Regions from separate parts of the Pan troglodytes genome. Here region 2 is linked to region 1. A link is a contact called in public Hi-C data. All regions are on one chromosome and are shown on one strand. The core of a region is the stretch at or near the end of the contact, and the rest is flanking DNA. Distances in the headings are between cores, read along the strand shown.

Evidence for each region. Hi-C and Micro-C count contacts between places; a contact is called where the count stands out from the background.
Region 2: a Hi-C map of stem cell-derived neural progenitor cells shows a contact between it and region 1, with 5 times the contacts expected there. The contact joins the promoter of PDGFD here to the enhancer-like site in region 1. A contact is called at or near these places in 3 of 7 Hi-C or Micro-C datasets (blood, induced pluripotent stem cells and stem cell-derived neural progenitor cells) and 1 of 1 datasets of contacts at active chromatin or transcription factors (stem cell-derived excitatory neurons).

Annotation. Positions count from the first base shown.
Region 1 is chr9:105,731,511-105,735,992 of NHGRI_mPanTro3-v2.0_pri, reverse strand. No RefSeq gene overlaps it. Among named protein-coding and RNA genes, the nearest start is that of DDI1, 350 kb to the left of the region's middle. Within about 2 kb of position 2,487, at least 9 of the 24 cell types and tissues checked have an H3K27ac peak or open chromatin away from gene starts, as enhancers often do. A contact at or near this core is called in induced pluripotent stem cells and stem cell-derived neural progenitor cells, where this site is marked.
Region 2 is chr9:106,213,722-106,218,203 of NHGRI_mPanTro3-v2.0_pri, reverse strand. PDGFD (platelet derived growth factor D) reads left to right here and starts at 2,027. Exons shown (of 7, transcript XM_001154475.8): 1 at 2,027-2,605. The coding sequence starts at 2,482.

The DNA.
Region 1 (4,482 bases), core at 1,238-3,737:
GATTTTTCCAGAAGGGAAATAGGAATTTCAGAGCATGCAGAGCCCAGAGTACTATCAGAGAAAGTGGAGGAGCTGGCTCTCAGACGTTCTTTCATCCATGTAACCCTCTAATGCTTTAAGAATTGCACTGTTATAGGGTTAACTCCGTGGGGTCATCTCTTTTGGAAAATCTTAGTTAGGGAAGTCAGATGTGTATGATAGCTAAAATAGTTGTTAACTCCTAAATACCTATAATATTACAGGTACTGAATAGGATTTTATACAACAATCCTAAAATATAAGTAATATTATCCCTATCTTATAAATGAACAAATAGACAATGCCAGAAATGGAACTAAATTACTCAAGGTCACAAAGTGAGAAAGAGGCAAATTTAAGGGTTTGGGTTTAGATTCTCTCAAAAGCAGATCCTTAGTTTAGGTTCTCTCAAAAGCAGACCCTGCATCAAAGATTTGAGTACAAGCAGGTTTTTGAGGAGGAGAACCCAGGCAGTACTATGAAGAAGCAGAGGGGAGAGGCTGGGAAGGAAGGAAAGCCAAAGAAGAGGATTTAATGTGTAAGTAACTGGGGCTGCAACCCAGTAGGAACTGCTGAGAAAGTGTGTGGAGCACACCTCAGAACTGTCCCCCACATGGATGAGGAAGCGAGGCAGTTATCCACCAAAAACGACCCTCGTTGGTCAGGAGTTCCTTCTGTAGTTTTAACTTTTCCACGCTTCCCTTGTGGACTAAGACACTAGATGTCCATAAAATTCCCTGAAGCAGAAAGACACAGGAAACATTTCAGCCTGAAAGGGAACTGACCAGAGGTGACCTCCAGGATGGACTGCGGAAATGCGGACAGGGCAGCGAACGTGTCTGCCACACATGCAGGTGGTCCAAGAGGAAAATCCACTGCTGTCAGCATGTTATTACACCACTCGTCTAATTATCTCCACTTTAGACCTCAAATTTATGCAGGATTTGTAGACTCACCTATTCCCCACATCCTACAACCCAGCTAGTCTTCTTGATGGGTTATTTTTATGTACATAGTTTTATTCACTCATTGGTTCAGCAAATATTTGTGAAGCCTCTTATTTGTGTCCATTCAAGGGATAGGAACCCAATGATGAATAGAGCAGTTTTGTCCTCGAGAATTCTTCTCGCAGGTTATAGGAGGGACATAAGTAGGCCAACAATTTTGATAAAGTTTGGGGAGACTATGAGATGGAAATGGGTAGAAAGGGAAGCAATGGTAAACATTTGTCACAACCCATTGAATTTCACGTTGAAAATGGTCTTTCGTTGTATGTGAATCATACCTCAATACAGCTGATACGTATATTTTATAGGTTAGGGATAAAGGAAATAAGCAATTAGGTCTTATCACCACTATTCTAATGTAACATGTTACAACCCAGGAAACATAGAACACAGTTGCAATTTTGAGGCTAAACAGTGGACACTAAGAAAAAAGTTTCTAAAGCTCTAGTATATATCTGAGTCACCAGAAAGCCTTGTGAAAACACCAATAGCTGAGCCCTGCCACCAGAATATGTGATTCAATAGGTTAGGGGTGAGATCCGAGAATTCACAGTTTTGATGGAGTCTCCAGTGATGCTGATACTCTTGTTCACAGTCCCACACCTCTAGAAATAACATATGACTGTACTAAGGAAATGTGTTCAAATCATAGTATGATATAGACTGAAGAATGCAACATTTTCCCATAAATAATAAGTGAATTGTAAATTTACACTGCAGCCCAAGACTGCTGGAGTGCTGGTCTGTTTCTTAATGTAGGTGGTGGTTATATGGGTGTGTTCACTTTATGAAATTTCAGAGATGTACACTCATGATTTGTACACATTTCAATATGTATCAAAATTGAACAAAAAGTTTAAATAAAAAAGAAAAAAAAGGAATGTATGGTTCATTTCCATCCCAGTAGCCCCCTTAATGAAGTGCTTTTCGAGACATATGTATGCTTTATTTAGGGCTTCTTTAACCTAATATAAAAAGAAATCAACTTTCATGAACTTTCACTGAAAATATTGAGCCATATATCTTTGCCTCTAACACTATCATATGATCCTAGAACATGTGATGTTCTCAATGGTTTGCAGATGAAGAAGAAATAGAAAACGAGCTAAAACACATTTGTTTCAGACTCTCAGAGGAGTAGGAGGAGGGAGATTAGTGTTTTCTAACGGAAAAATACAGCCCCAAAGGAGCAGCCACTTGCATCTTGAACATTAAAAAGCAATCACAAACAGTGCTTCATGCAGCCACTGAGCAGTTTCTGGAGAATTGAACTGAATTTCCTCCTCTCACATTTCTTTTAAGAGGTGCTTTGCCATGAGAGTATTTCCAGGAATTGGAGAGTCACAATAGTTACAAATACCATTGGCCTGAAGAATTCTTGGCACTTGAGGAGCTGTAGGGATTTATACATTAGTTGAGCACAGAAGTTGGTGTGTGAGGCTGCATGCTACCAAGACAGGAACATCCATCGGGTTTCAATGGCACCTTTAAATCACCCAGCACTGTGGGGCAACAGGCAGGACAACTCTCTGCATTCTGCTTCCTATGCAATTATTTAGTCATGAGATGGCATGTTCTCTCCTTTTGCATTAAACAGCAGCTCCACTGAGGTTATAATAATCGTAGTGAACGTTTGTACCATGCGGTGCCACTAAAAAGCCTCTTTGCATGTTGTGCCTTCTACTGACCAGAGTTTCTGTGAGCCCAGCTCCTTCCGTGCTTCTTGCTCAGGGTGCACTGCCTGAGGTTAGCACTCAGCTTTGTCTGGCAGTGGTCATTAGTGTGATGTGCTGTGATCACCCCCTGGTGTTGAGTCTGTGCAATAACAATAATATCTGACCTTGGTGTCAACTTCAAAGCAAATCGGCAAAAGCTAAAAGGTGGCTTGATCGACCTGGACTGCTGCGCATTAGAGTTTCAAAAGATAACATTACCACATAAATAGCCTGCCAGGGATGGAGGAGGGGTGAAAAGAGGCTCAGAGGTAAGAGGGTTTTTCTATAGGAATGTTCTACAATCATTTCAGCATTACACAGCAACTCTGTTGATGGAGATTATAATAATCACACTGAACATTTGTATGGTGCAATGCCATTAGAAAGGCTCTTTCCATGTTACAGTCATTTCCCACGATTTGGTGGTCTAAATATAAAGAACCACCAAATGCTTAGTGCTCAGTACTGTGCTACTCGTGCTGAAAAAGACACATGTGAGCGCATGACGGGTGGTATCTTCCAGGCTGCCTGTTGGAGCATCTGGTGGGGTGGTCACAGTCCTAATGACTGTGTGTGCCTCTCAGGCCTCACTCATGCTGCTGAAAATATTGATTGAGACGAATTAATCCCATCTAAAAAATAAACTTGAGGCCATTTACTAAACGTCACTAGGTCATACATCTGTCTATATGTCAAGCTAAAGGTTTGGGTAGAAAATTAGCACCAGGGTCTAGGCCTAGTTTTAACCACCAGTTTCCCCTCACTTGAGTACTGGGAGTTGCCTTAGCTAGGAATGTCTTGGTAATGTCTTCATCCTGGTATTATTCCAGAATCTCTTTGCCATACTGGTTTTATGTCTTGATTCAAGTTTTCTTTGTCTATTTCTTACATTAATGTGGCTGTTTGCTGAGATTCTTAATACGCAAATTGTAAAGAGTCTCTGGTTGCTTCTAGCCTGAAATAAACAGAGCTGAAAAGGTAATTTCTGTTTTCCACTGTTACTCTTATCTCTGTTTCTAATTCCAGTTGCGCAAAGACTCACAGCACAGAAAGTACAAAATGTGGAACTCCTAACTAGAACTACCAGATTTTCCCTGAGGGATGGGACCCACCCAGCTCAGAGCATGGACATAGTTGATTGGCTACACCTTCAGAGTCGAGGACCAGACCTGGGGGTTTGGAGAGGTCATCTATCTATTCATTTATACACACACACATGTAAACGTATATACATACACATACCCATGCACACATGATGTACATATGTGTATCACCTCAAGATGCTGTGTGAGGATTACATGGCAATACCTATAAACTACTTGGAATGATATCGGACACATAGTAAAGCTGAATAAATGTCAGCTATTATTATTTATTCTTTATATATCAGTTCACATGTCATTTCCTCCTGGAAGCCTCCTCTGATCCTTGGCTAAGTTTAGCTTCCTTTATTGTGTGTTCTTTGAAGACGTCTGCCTTTCTTTTAAAGCATTGATATAATCTCAACTTAGATCTGTAGTTTCACAGATGTCTCCTCACTCTACATTGCCAGCTCTGTTTTTTCCTATTACTGTATCTCTGGAGCCCAACCTCTATTAGGTGGCCAGTAAATACTTGTCAGTTATTTTAGCTGAATGAATCTCTGAATCCCACTGAAAGTCTCCTGCTTAGCAGGGAATGAGGAAAGGGAAGGAAAGACATCTCTAACTAGAGGTTGAAAAGAAAACACAGTCTAGACTCAA
Region 2 (4,482 bases), core at 778-3,277, 480 kb before region 1:
CTTGTAATAAGTCAGTATCTTGATACATGTCATAATTACATAATTATAAGTCATTTGCAAATTTTCTCCGTTTTTCTATATTCTCATATCAGAAGCTAAGTATGAAATTGAATGAGCATTTCCAACCACTTCTAAAAAATGATATCACATATTTCAATTAGTCCCTACTCCTATCCCATCTATCTCTACCCCTTTTCACTTATTAACACAGTTACATACTTACTTGTTTATGTTCCCTTTCCTCTATTATAATGTAAACTCAAAGAGATTAGGAACTTTATTTCTTGTTCACAATTTAATCCCCAAGATTTTTAGACCAGAGCATAACACAAGGGGAAAAACTAATGCTTAATTAATACCTGTTGAATGAATAAATGATCCTTAGTGTCTCTCCCAGGGTTTCACTATATCCTGAAACAATGTAATTAGATCTTTTTTCCAGGGGCTTTCCAACTTTTTTGATCATGCCCCAAAGAAATAACTATTATATTATAGTGTTCGTGTATCTGAAACAAAATATTCATAAAACAATATTATTATCTCCAATGAACCCTGATAATTAAATTTCTAAACTATTGTATTCCAATCCATTTATTTAAACAATTATTCTGGTATTGAAGTTGATTTCATGGCCCACAAACCTAAATTTTGTAAAATACCATTTTAGGCCAAAAAGCCAATAGAGATGAAACATGTTGATCTTTGACTATGTTGAAGGGACACATGTACCCTCGTCCTTGTTGGATGGTATAATAACTTGACAAGGCTATCTTTTCCAGAACTTCCTGCCCTTCTCAGCCACTTAAAGTTCCCTATGTATGGATATCACTTACCATATGCCAGACTTTCAGGAGCTGGAAGGCCTGAAAAAGACTGAAAATTTTCTCTTCTAGATCTCATCAGCGGAAAATTGAGAAATCATATAAATTTGGATTTGGATTCAGCTACAAACAAAACAATATGCTAAACATTTTTTCACATCATTCTCACCACAACCATGCAAATTAACAATTGCTACTCTTGCAAATAAATAAACTGAGTTTCGAAAGATCAGATGATTTGCTCAAGGGGACAAAGCCAGTGAGCAGCGAGTCTGGACTCACGCCTTTTCCAAATACAGTCCCCTCCCATGGGCAGACAAGACACACGATGTAAAACCAGAGGCAGCCCCTCTCAACTGCTGAGCTTCCAGACGCAGAGTAGGGAGAATCCCAAAAGCCTCAACGACCCATGCCTCTTCCTATGCACTGTGAAGGCAAGTGAGCACAGTGTTCTGCAACTTCTTCCCCTTGCTCAGTCTGTCCCTGCTCAACCCCACTCTGTCCTGTTGCCCTTTCCTGTGGAAGGGCTGGAGCTAGTGCATATAAAAACGCTCGTGAAGACTTCTTGCCCTTATTGTACACTGCACCACATGGCCCATCACGTCTACAGCCCTGTGTGATAGGTGGTTCATCTTGCTGCACCCTAGAAAAGGCATTTTGGTGTCCAATACTCTCTGGTACCAGGATGCCCTGCCTCATCCTGGAGTTCGCGAAAAGTGAAAGCTACGCCATCCCTCCATCAGTCTTGACCTTTTCTAGGGCATTTTTGATAGATGGAGTGACTCAAGAGTAGCTTTCTCTGGGTGATATACTTTTATTTTTATTTTATTCCCTGAAAAGGTACCCTTGACTCACCCAAAGGTCACACTGATGGGAGCTCAAAGAAAAGCTCGGAATTAAGCTCCTTTGTGATTGTATTTTTTCACTATAAACAGTGAAATTTTAACTAAGTAGAGTCTCATTTTGGTTATTGTAAAATAAACACTCCCAACTCCAGTCCCTGTCCCCACATCCCACCACCATCAAGGCGGAGAGCTGTGGCTTGTGGGTGGATGTGCCAGTCACCACTGAAGAAGTGCTGGGATTCTACCCTCTCCCACTTCCTCCTGGCGAGTTTGTTTCCTGAGCCCTTACAGGTCCAACCAGGAGGGTAAAGCCCAGGGCGGTGGGAAGAGTCCCGGCCAGCGATTAAACTGGGCATGCTCAGTGGCAGAGCAGGTTTAGGCCCGGCCTGGGAAACTGGGGAGCTGAGGTGCTCGCGCCGCCGCTCTGAGCCCGAGTGCGCGCCTCTCAGGGGCCGCGGCCGGGGCTGGAGAACGCTGCTGCTTCGCTCGCCTGCCCCGCTAGATTCGGCGCTGCCCGCCCCCTGCAGCCTGTGCTGCAGCTGCCGGCCACCGGAGGGGGCGAACAAACAAACGTCAACCTGTTGTTTGTCCCGTCACCATTTATCAGCTCAGCACCACAAGGAAGTGCGGCACCCACACGCGCTCGGAAAGTTCAGCATGCAGGAAGTTTGGGGAGAGCTCGGCGATTAGCACAGCGGCCCGGGCCAGCGCAGGGCGAGCGCAGGCGACGAGAGCGCAGGGCGGCGCGGCGTCGGTCCCGGGAGCGGAACCCGGCTTTTTCTTGGAGCGACGCTGTCTCTAGTCGCTGATCCCAAATGCACCGGCTCATCTTTGTCTACACTCTAATCTGCGCAAACTTTTGCAGCTGTCGGGACACTTCTGCAACTCCGCAGAGCGCATCCATCAAAGCTTTGCGCAACGCCAACCTCAGGCGAGATGGTAAGAGACTCATTTTATTTTTTAACTGAAAAAAAAAAATCATGTTTTCTATTGTTATTGTTCTTTCTATGTTTTTCCCCTTTCTTTTTGAATCTTGAATGTGCACTCGGGCTGAATGCATTGTTTGGGGAGGGAGGTCTCCTGCCTGTCTCCAGTCCTGAGAGAGCTCCATTTCCGGAATGGGACTGAGAGGTGTGGGACGCGTGCTGATGGGGATAGGATAAGCCAGGTGGCTCATCTTGCTGCACCCTAGAGAAGTCATTTTGGTGTCCAAGCCTCTGGTACCAGGATGCGGTGCCTCATCCCGGAGTTGGCGAAAGTTGCAAGCTGCGCCGCCCCTTGGTCAGACTCAACCTTTCTTAGGCAATTTTGATAGGTGGAAGGACTCTAGAGTAGCTTTCCCTGGGTGATAGACGTTTATTTAAATTTTATTTATTTATTTATTTATTTTTACGAGTGAGAGGAGAAATCATGCGTTTCAGTCTAGCAGTTATATCTGGAACAGTGACAATTTACTGTTTATTTTCGGGAAATGGCAGTGTGCAGCCTATTGCCCTTTAGGTCCCCTAAGTGACTTTCCTATTGAAGTTCACCCTGACTCAGAAGCTCAGAGTGTAGGAGACCAAGGCTTCTGGGGTTTCATCAGTACCACAGGGGCACCAGGCTTCTGCTGCTAGTTTCCTTGCAGAAGCGGCTTCCAATTATCTACAAGGAGCACAGCTCCCGAAACAGCTGTCCTAAGCAAGGTCCCAAGCCAGCTTGTTTGTTTTCCTTTACTCTAGAGGACACCTGGGTCACTGGTTCCAGAGACCCTAAGCTGAGTTTATTTACTTTCTGGGGCCTCCACCTAAATCTGAAGTTGATTTATCCTTCAGGTCCTAACTGTAGCTGATGTTCCCAGCAAATTTTAGCTGTTCTGCCATGTACCTGAACTGACCCATAGGCTTTTGGATCTTGTTTTTTCCTACATCATTATCTTTCTCTCCTGCTTGCTTAAAGTACTGACACATCTCCCAAGGAGACCATCAAGCAATTGTTGATGGCTTCACAGTTTCAGCTGACAGTATTTGACTGTCTTGGTAAATTCCTATTAGCCATCTTATTAGTTTCTTTCTTGGTATGTCCTTAATTTGGAATTTACTAAATGACTTTTGAACTTTGCAGGGAAACCAAAATTTCATTATGTTATCTGATGGTGAGTAGACTATGGATATCAGTGTACTCGTCACCTGAAGTGGTGTAGATTTGTAGCAGGGGAAGCCACAGAGTCATCTTACTTTTTCATAGTGTTTTTATGTAAAAGATTCCAGCCGTGCATTTTTGGTAACTCTCTGTCTTAGTTAAAAGCACGCAATTTATTTATTTATTTATTTTTTTACTACACTTAAGGATTAGGCCCAACACCAAACTTCTGTGGTTTTTTGTCTTTACTCTTTAATGTTTCCACTAGGGACAGATCTTGTAGGTTTGTTATTAGTTGCACTTCATATGTCCTTTTAGCTACATAGAGTAAAATTCCACTTATAATTTGCATGACTTCATAGCCATAATTTTGTAATCCTCACCCTCCCAAGTATCAGTTACAAGAAGTCAAGGACAGAAAATGAAAAGCATGTAACCATTGCCCATTAACCCAAGATTCTGACTAAAACCAAGTTATGTAGCTCAGCAGGTTTTTTTTTTTTTGAAAGAGAATAATCTCATTTTAGTTTCCATTGTTAAAACTCTGTACATCTCCATACATCTTTCAGTCTACATGGGAAATGCTATGTTTCATGAAAGCTTTAAAAACTACCCAGGATTTCTCATTTCTTCATATTTCAGTTAAAACTGTTTTGCAGTTACTTTAACAGTACACACACACACACACACTCTCT